Regions from separate parts of the Drosophila melanogaster genome. Here region 2 is linked to region 1. Evidence: chromatin contacts called from public Hi-C data. All regions are on one chromosome and are shown on one strand. The core of a region is the stretch at or near the end of the contact, and the rest is flanking DNA. Distances in the headings are between cores, read along the strand shown.

The links. A called contact is a pair of places that touch in the nucleus more often than the background predicts.
Region 2: a Hi-C map of the Kc167 cell line shows a contact between it and region 1, with 2.6 times the contacts expected there. A contact is called at or near these places in 28 of 107 Hi-C or Micro-C datasets (the Clone 8 cell line, the D17-c3 cell line, the Kc167 cell line and 11 more) and 4 of 7 datasets of targeted methods (the Kc167 cell line and the S2 cell line).

The regions. Positions count from the first base shown.
Region 1 is chr3L:2,586,394-2,591,493 of dm6, forward strand. dos (daughter of sevenless) reads left to right here and starts at 3,021. Exons shown (of 8, transcript NM_167956.2): 1 at 3,021-3,159; 2 at 3,809-5,100. It overlaps RpL8 (Ribosomal protein L8), which reads left to right and starts at 1,063. Exons shown (of 3, transcript NM_167955.2): 1 at 1,063-1,120; 2 at 1,183-1,497; 3 at 1,691-2,490. The coding sequence starts at 1,360. The coding sequence ends at 2,323. It overlaps msn (misshapen), which reads right to left and starts at 147. Exons shown (of 18, transcript NM_206252.3): 1 at 10-147.
Region 2 is chr3L:2,777,995-2,782,526 of dm6, forward strand. It overlaps mRpS35 (mitochondrial ribosomal protein S35), which reads left to right and starts at 2,905. Exons shown (of 2, transcript NM_079169.3): 1 at 2,905-3,136; 2 at 3,200-4,111. The coding sequence starts at 3,019. The coding sequence ends at 4,062. It overlaps Atg2 (Autophagy-related 2), which reads left to right. Exons shown (of 2, transcript NM_139491.2): 2 at 1-2,683. The coding sequence ends at 2,419. Pgant6 (Polypeptide N-Acetylgalactosaminyltransferase 6) reads left to right here and starts at 4,261. Exons shown (of 4, transcript NM_167966.2): 1 at 4,261-4,532.

The DNA of each region.
Region 1 (5,100 bases), core at 1,771-4,270:
AATACGTACTCTTCACGCACAGCGATGGGCGCCTATCGCCTTTGCATCGCACAACCAGCTGAACAGTTCAATTTCCCAACTTCAGTGAAAATCAGAACGGTTTTCCGTTTTACGCGACGCCAAAACCCCGACGGATTCCAACAGTGTGACCAATTAGCCGATGGCAGCTTATTCCATCGCGAACTGAAAAATACCCCGCGATTACCGTTCTCATTTCTGCGCACATACCGCAAACATATCGAGCCGTAAAAGGCCAATTCGTGTGCCCGTATATTCTTCTCTTTCAGAATAGCAAATTAACAAATTTGCAACTGTAATCAATAAATTAGATTATAGACATTTACTAATTCCAATTAGAAAAAAGAGGCTGGGAAAATAAAAAATATTAACATATTTAATATTTTATTTCATAGGGTAACACAAATCGTTGAGTCATTTCCTATTAAAGTTATATAATAATCAGAATTGGAATATAAGAATAAGATATGTATGGTCGAAGATTAGATGTGTTAAATAAAGACGTCTAAAAATGTACGCCAGTGGAACGCATAGCATAGTCCAAAATATCTTTCGGCTTCGGAATATTTCCACTGGTTTCTTTTCACTCTCTATTTTATTTCTGATTGGGTCGCCTTTTTCACTTCTCATCCAATTGGCAAGTGCTCGACACAACTTTCCAGCTCAACTCGAATTATTCATACATCTAATTGAATTATTATATACATATATAAAATCGATTAACTTATATTAAAATTATCCAGTTTAGAAACGTTTCGATTAGGTAAAGCAGATTTCAGCGAAATTGACCTTGCGAAGATTGAAATCAAACCAAATTTTCTGGGCAAGTGAGCTACTGATTAGTAAAACTTCCGAAAACTGAATTTGAAGATTTAATATGATAAATTTTATTATTTTATTTATTATTATTAGCAAATTAACAATTTCGCGAATACCCAAAATAGCAGTGAGAAACAGCTCTTTCCCCAGCAGCACGTTAGTCACGACGCCAGACGCCAAACACAGCCACACTATTCCCTGCCCACCTCTAGGATGTCTTCCTCTTTTCTTTTCTTTTCGCCCCGTTTCCGGAGTGGTCGTATTGGGCAATTTTAATTTTACGGTAAGCCACGTGCTAAATTTTGTAAATTTGGTGGTGTTTTCAATTGCGGAAATTGTTTACAGTGCGCAATTTAACATTATAACCGTGTAACATGGAATATTTCAATTTTCCGTCAAAATATTCGAATAAGATCGAAATTCCGTAGCGTGTTGCATTGAAGATGGCCATCTTATTTAGTGAAACCGCCGCATTTGCAATATGGAGTTCGAGTACTAATCCCGTGAATTTGTCTTGCAGCAATGGGTCGCGTTATTCGTGCACAGCGTAAGGGAGCTGGTTCCGTGTTCAAGGCGCACGTGAAGAAGCGCAAGGGAGCCGCCAAGCTGCGTTCCCTGGACTTCGCCGAGCGTTCCGGCTACATCCGCGGAGTTGTCAAGGTGAGTAACGTGCTCCTAGGATCACCAACTACACCTATCCGTTTAATGTGGATGAGATCACTTGCATTTGGCCATGCCACATTCAAGAGACGTGCTTGAGCACCTGTGCCAGCTTACTAGAAGTTACTTAGCTCACTTGGCTTAACTGCTTTTGAAGTGTAACTAAGCGAATCGTACTTCTTCCATGTTTCAGGACATCATCCACGATCCCGGCCGTGGCGCTCCTCTGGCCGTCGTCCACTTCCGCGACCCCTACCGCTACAAGATCCGCAAGGAGCTGTTCATCGCCCCCGAGGGCATGCACACCGGCCAGTTCGTGTACTGCGGCCGCAAGGCCACCCTTCAGATCGGCAACGTGATGCCCCTCAGCCAGATGCCCGAGGGTACCATCATCTGCAACCTGGAGGAGAAGACCGGTGATCGCGGCCGTTTGGCCCGCACCTCTGGCAACTACGCCACCGTGATTGCCCACAACCAGGACACCAAGAAGACGCGTGTCAAGCTGCCATCCGGCGCCAAGAAGGTCGTGCCCTCGGCCAACCGCGCCATGGTTGGCATCGTCGCCGGCGGCGGTCGTATCGACAAGCCCATCCTGAAGGCCGGTCGTGCCTACCACAAGTACAAGGTGAAGCGCAACAGCTGGCCTAAGGTGCGTGGTGTGGCCATGAACCCCGTGGAGCATCCTCACGGTGGTGGTAACCATCAGCACATTGGTAAGGCCTCCACCGTCAAGCGAGGCACATCCGCCGGTCGCAAGGTCGGTCTCATCGCTGCCCGTCGTACCGGTAGGATCCGTGGTGGCAAGGGCGACAGCAAGGACAAGTAAGCTCTGGCTGCAGCAGGATTCCGGCGTGGCGCAGGTTCCGCCTGAGATCTGGGTAGTGGTCGTGCTCTGCTGTGCGGCGTCGTGGAAGAAATTGCTATTCTACATGGATAATCTGTATGTTCTAGGCATACGCTTGACACGGCAGAATAAAACGTATTTGTAAAACTATACTTCGTTTGCATTTAAAGTTTTTAAGATTTTAGTTATTAGCTTTTGTTTGGATTTATTATGCTGATTTATTAGGTAAATACTTATGTTATCTGCAAATTCTTGTTTTCAAACAAAGAAATACTTGTGTTTTTTGAAATATGTATACATATTTTATATGGGCTATTTGTGGACTTATTTTTAAAATACTAGATTGAACACGTTTCATATGGCAACCAAAAAAGGTTTTGTTTTGTTTTTTACAAGATTGTAAATACTTAATTTTTACAACTCAAAATTATAAATAGTGCCAGTGTTGGGTAATGTCAACTACGGTCACACTAATCTAAAACAATTTGAAGCAAACGGTATATTACACTAAGTTCAAGTTTTGAAGCAATGGGGCTTACACCAAACAAATATATAAATAATAATAACTTTCCGCCGAATATAAGCGTTCGCATCTTTTATTTCGATATATCTTAGACTTAGCTTAAGCCTATCGAATACTTATTCGATATTGCCTCGGAAGATCTATCGCAAGCGTGAGGCCCACCTCTAGTTGGTGTGCGCGGAGTGGAGTGAAATAAATCGAAGTAAATTGCGTCGAGCGCTGCAAAATAATGGATCGCACTTTCTACGAGGGCTGGCTAATTAAGTCGCCGCCCACCAAGCGCATTTGGCGAGCAGTAAGTTTCCGAAAATGGAAAAACGTAGGCTTTCGAAAACCTGAGCGTGTGTGCGTGTGTGCAAGTGCTAAGGAATTTTCCTGGAAACCCCAGCTCAAAACGAAATCAAAATGAAAATTCTGATCCAATCAAATCAGAAATGTCCACTGATTAGTGAAATGTGCAAAGAAAAGAGAGTCGCAATTGGCTAACGGTAAACTTGAAGCCGGAAGAGAAATACCGCAATCTTTGTCCATCGATTGACTCACGAAAATGATAAAAAAAAACGATGGATAATGGAAGTGGCATTTTTTTACAATTACGCTAAGCCTGTATTGGTGCCTGCCTCAGTGTGTGTGGGTTTGTTTGGCGTTGTTGTTTGTGGTATGATTTAATTCATTATTAAGCCGAGGGATTGCAATTCCAGTATTCCAGTTGATTGGAATGCAAACAAGTTGAAAACCGCAGCAGAAATTGCAAAATGTGAATGAATTTACGATGGCTTCCTCTGCGTTTTTCCCTCTCTCTCTCTCTGTCTCTCTCCCCACCACCCTCTCCGTCACCCAGTTTCTTTCTGTTTATGTTTGCTTTTGGCGTGGGAACGTGTTTTTTTCTTTTGCCCTGGTCTAAATTTACGCTTAATTAATTTTTCGTTTAATGTTTACTTTAGGGAGCCGTTCGTGTATTAAATTTCCGCCAACTGTTGCGTTTAATCAAATTTACTTGCCCCGTATTTCGTGTGTGCATGTTTTTTATGCGCATATGTGCTTGTTTTTGCTTTTTTATGTGCACGGACGATAAGCCGGATCAAGCACAAAACAATGTGCAACAACAGCAACATAAACTACCGACGATGACCAAAAAAACAATGACGCACTTGTCTTTCCAGCTCCTTGTTGTTGTTGATTTTGCCTATGCTAGAGATGCGCTGTTGTAGTGTCAGCATAATAATTTTTATTTACAGTCCATCATAATGTATGACTTATTAGATTTTTGGATTAATTATTTTTTAAACATTTAGGGGATGAATAGTTGAAAAGTATGTTTGCTTATATTATTAAATATAAATAGAATGATTTGCTCAGACAAATAAATTTTACTGGATTTTAAACTAGTAAAGCTAAAATATAGAAGTTCTCCCTCAGGAGTTCGTGACACGACACTCTGTAGTGTGCCCATCTCTAGAGCGTTCATTTGAAACCACTTATAATGGATACGACAGTTCCAAGAACACCCAAACCGTTGATCAAAAGGTCTGCAGCACAGAATTTTCAGTTACAGCAAACCCACTTTATGGTTTCACTGTACTCAATTTGTTTGCTTATGTTGAGGCGTGCAATAGCGTCCAAAATGGTAGTATTCAATCACACTATTTTGAAAACTGCTTAAGATTATACAATATAAATTAAATAACTAACCTCTTGACATCAAACTTCGTACAAAATATGGAATATTTTGTTGTAAAGGTTTACAGCAGCTATCTAATTTTAAAAACAACCCTTTCCGGCGCGTTAAAAGTAAACAAATTTAGAAACATTTTAAAAATAGAACCTTTGCCCGCACATTTTCGTTTGCGTTTCTAATATCTTGAGCGCCATTGTATAAACAAACTCTAATGATGCCTCGAGAAAATGAGCTGCGTATTTCCAGCGCCTCGGGGTGCCAATTTCTGGCCTGTGTGCGGCATTATGTTTATTGTTTATAATTCAATTAAGCTTGATATTATACAGTCCGAAAAAAACCATCCATTATCAGCTGGAGTTTTACGTTTTCAGCGGGTTCCCGAACCTCTCAGCTGTTAATTTCTTAACCGCTTAACGGTAACGTGGGCGGGGGTGTTATTTCTGTGTGTGTGTCTGCTGATTACCCAAGAAAATGCCAATGCAAAATATGATTCGCGGAAAAGCAGCGCCGCTGCAGTCTCTGTTGACTCGGGCTTCATCACCCGCTTACTCACCAGCA
Region 2 (4,532 bases), core at 1,655-4,154, 190 kb after region 1:
CCTGCAACTGGGATTGGTTAAGGAGGAGTCCAACGACTCCCTGATACCTGTGCTGAATCTGGGACTCTTGAATATATCCTTCCGTTTGAATGCAGAAGGTAGTGGACAACCGCGAGTGGATTTGCGCTCTTCCATCCACGATATGCATCTGAAGACTTGCTACGATTCGGCAGCAGCTTTGGCCCAACTTATAGCCTATGTGGCCAACGACAGGGACTTGTGTCCGCCAGAGGAGCCCATCTTGAATGAGGACACTAAGCCTGCAGAGCCGAAACCCAACGAGGAGCATGAGATGAGCGATCACACCCAGAACCATGTGAGCAAATTGATGGCCGATGCTGTGATAGACGTAGAGTCCTCGCCCAATCTCAGGGCAATGAAATCTCCAGGGGGTCGGGAGGAGGGCATTGAGATATTCTACTTCCCGGATGAGCCCAAAGAGAAACGGAAATCCACGTCCGCCAAGCTGCAGACCAAGTCACTGATGGTCGAGAGTCCCTCGGTCATCGGAGACATCCTGGACTTTGAATCGAATGTGATCTTGCAGTCCTACTACCACCAGAGCCAAGTGCAACCGCAGACATCACTGGGCTCCCAGGTGCAGCAGGAGCTGGGTTCCCTGGGCAACGCGTCCCTGGAGGAGCGGGATTTCGACATCATACACGACGAGGAGATTTCACGCATGGACAAGTTCGGTGTCAAGCAAATTTACATCTCCGAGGACCCTTTGCAGATTGTGGACAATCACTTTGAGCTGCCGCATGAGAAAGTGGACCTGCTTAGGCCTCCATCTAATTTCCCAGTGGCCGAGAGCACTTACACCCTTTGCGAGATGACATTCACATGGCACCTTTATGGCGGCCGGGATTTCCCCGATGAACCACTCAAGAAATCCTCTTCGTCGGCAACCAGTGGCTTTGGCATGTCCGATACCTACAAGTATGGCGTGTCTCAAGCTCAAGAGCAGGATAAACAGGACAAAAAGGGTTCCAAGAAGGGTCTGCTCAAACAACCCAAAGGATCGCAGCGCAATCTGGAGGTTCTAGTGGAGATGCAGCTCTCCAAGATTCGATTCTCCTACGAAACCTATCCGTTGACCTCCATGTACTCGTCCCGTCAGGTGCTCCTTGTGTCGGAAATTGAAATAAGAGATAGGTTGCGCTCCTCGGACATTAACAAGTTTCTGTACCATCCGACGGGCAACAATTTATCCCATAAGCCGGACGAGAACATGGTCATAGTGAAGGCTCTGAATGTGCGTCCGAATCCGCAAAAGAGCTCCGCGGAAGAGTGCTCCCTGAGGGTCTCCATTTTGCCCATAAAACTCAACATTGACCAGGATACTCTGCTCTTTCTCGAGGACTTCTTTTCGGGCATGTTCCGAAACTCCGCTAGTGCTGCTGGTGGCACCAAAACGGAGGGCAGCAGTTCGTCGGCCACGGATATGCCGGTGATGTCGGTGAGCAAAATGCCGGAGGAGTTATCCGATAAATTGCCCGATTCGGAAGTTAAGGAGATGGTGGAGAGGAACCTGAATGTGCTGATTGAAGAGAACAGCTTGGATGTGGAGTTGGAGGAGGATCCTGCCACGGCTCCACCTGTGTTCTTCCGCGAGGTGATCTTCAGTCCAGCACTACCCATTTGCTTTGACTATCATGGACGGCGGATTGAACTCTCCCGCGGACCGGTCACCGGCCTAATCATGGGTCTTGCCCAGCTGCAGGGATCCGGAATTAATTTGAGGGAAATTGTGAACCGCAGAGGCATTCTGGGATGGAACAAACTGTGCGAGTTCCTGGCCAAGGAGTGGCTGAAGGACATCAAGCGGAATCAATTGCCCAATATCCTAAGCGGGATTGGACCCACGAATGCGGTGCTGCAGCTTTTCCAGGGTATCTACGATCTTTTCCGGCTGCCCATCGAGCAGTACAACAAGGATGGACGAATTATCAGGGGATTCCAGTTGGGTGCCCAGAGTTTCACCGCTCGCACAGCGCTGGCTGCCTTGGAGATCACCTCCAGGATTATACACCTGCTGCAATTCACGGCGGAGACTACCTTCGATATGCTATCTGCAGGTCCTTCCATGAAGAAGCGGAAGGGCGGCAGGCAGGGCAAACGGAGGCGACAGGGACGACCCAAGGACCTGCGCGAGGGCGTGGCCAACGCCTATACCATAGTGAGAGAGGGCATCAACGAATCGGCCAACACACTCATCGAAGCCGCCATCACGGAGCACGACCAGAAGGGCTACAGCGGAGCGGTGGGCGCGGTGGTACGCCAGATCCCTCAGCTGGTCGTCTGCCCGGCGGTGCTGGCCACCCAGGCCACCACCAACATCCTGGGCGGCGCCAAGAGCTCGCTGATTCCGGAGGCCAAACTGGAGGCGCGCGACAAGTGGAAGCAGGAGATCCACTAGGCAACTGCTTCACAGATCGACTAGGTTAACGGTAGCTATAGTTCACGGGGCTTACAGCATAACGCAATGTTTTCTATTGTTTTACTAATAATAAATAATGTACATAAAAGGAGCACTTGCACGAGACGGCGAGGTGACGAGGGATTTGGGATCCCGAACGGTGATTCCGACATGGGTGTGATTGAACTTATCCTTTTTAGCCATATTACAGTACATGAGAGTTATATTTTTTATTATTTTACCTGAATAAATATATATATATATAAAAGAAAAAGATGACGTATTTCTTCATGGTGCTGCTAAAAGTTTAAGAACGGATACTATTCTAGCAAAATTTAACCGAACTACCAGAATTTATTAAACCCTCAGCTAAAAATGAAGTACAAATAAAAACAACTAGCAGTTTACAAAATGATTTAAAAAGACGTTACTTTTATTTGTATGCTTCTCTGTGAATGGCAAGTTTCTGTAAACAGCTGATTGCTTGCTATTCGGCGCGAATGAATGTTCGTTGGCGCATGGTTTACGTAAAAGCCGCATAAATCGCTGGAAATATTAGTTAAAATTAGGTATCTAAGCTTAAAATTAAACATAAAACCATGTCCAGTGCGCTGACTCGCCTGTTGGAGCGCCTGCCACTGAAAAAACAGACGGCGCAAAGCGGTATTCGTGTTTTTTCCAACCAGGAGCAGCGGCAAGAAATTGAGGATGATGAAGGTAAACAATTAAGTTTCCCTGGCTTACACGTTTTATAATGGATATATCTTCCTGATCGGCCAGAATTCCGAGTGCTCAGCCTGCGGACGGTGAAGCAGCAGATGCAGAAGCGCCAGCAGGTCCGTCGGGATCCCATCACACCGCCGCGCACTGGCCGCATGGCGGTGGATCAGGACTGGACGGCCGTTTGGCCAGGACCACGTTCGTTCCACCCGGCCAGTGTGCCTCTGCCACTGCGGCAGGGATTCACGGAACGCGGAGCAGCAGCTCCGTCGAAGTTCGCCAATGCAGAGCTGATGAAGATACCCAACTTTCTGCACTTGACACCGCCGGCCATCCGTCAGCAATGCGAAGCCATCAAGAAGTTCTGCACGCCATGGCCAAAGGGTCTGGAGACAGAGGCCAAGTGGCAGCGCCACTTCCCCCTGGAGGTCACCACCACAGACTACTGCCAGAGTTTGCCCACGATCAGGAATCCGGAGGCCAGGCGCGTCACCATTACCCTGAAGCTCTCTGACCTGAAGTTCGATGCGCACGCCAGGGATAAGTTCCTGCGCCTGGTGGGCGATCGCTACAACAAGGACACGGACCTCGTTACCTTCGTCACGGATCGCTGTCCGCAGAAGAAGCAGAACTACGACTACGCCCTGTATCTGCTCACCGCTTGCTATCACGAATCCTTTGTCACCGAGCCGTGGGAGGCCACCAAATCGGAGGCCGACATGGAGGTCTATCTGTTCGAGCGTAACCAGTCGAAGGTCTCCGCCGAGGGAATCCTCAACTGGAACGCCAAGAAGGGTGCTCCAAAAGTGGTTCCCAGCAAGTCATTCGCTGAATGCGTGGAGAAACTGATAAACGAAGGCGAAAACGAGTACAACTTGGGCAAATACAAGGAGGAGGTCAAGAAGATGTTGAACATTGCCTAGGAAACTGGATAGTTGAGTGAACCAATAAAGCGAGAAGTTGTTAAAAAATAATCATAACAAGTATTTGAATGTTACAATATTTATCTTGTTAATAATTTTGAATTGAAACTGGGCAACCATGTAATCCCCCTTTACGACGCCCCTCCTTCGTTGTGAATGTCCGAACAGCTGTTTACAATGAAGGCGTGCCCGTGTGAATGGCATTAGAACAGCGCCAAGAACAGAACCAAAAAAACCGAATTTCCGCGGACGTGGAAGCAAACTTTTGTTTTGCTATGCTAATTAGTATTTTAGTAGTTAATAAGTTTATTCAACCCCGTTTGGATGGAGCTTTGAGTAGAATACAGTCGTAGAGAGGTGAGAACAAACTCCTGATAAGAATTCACCTGCTGATGACGTTTCACCTGATTAAAATTATAAAATCCGGAATTATAAACAAAGTTAGTCGCTGAAGTGTTTCTAAGTTATAG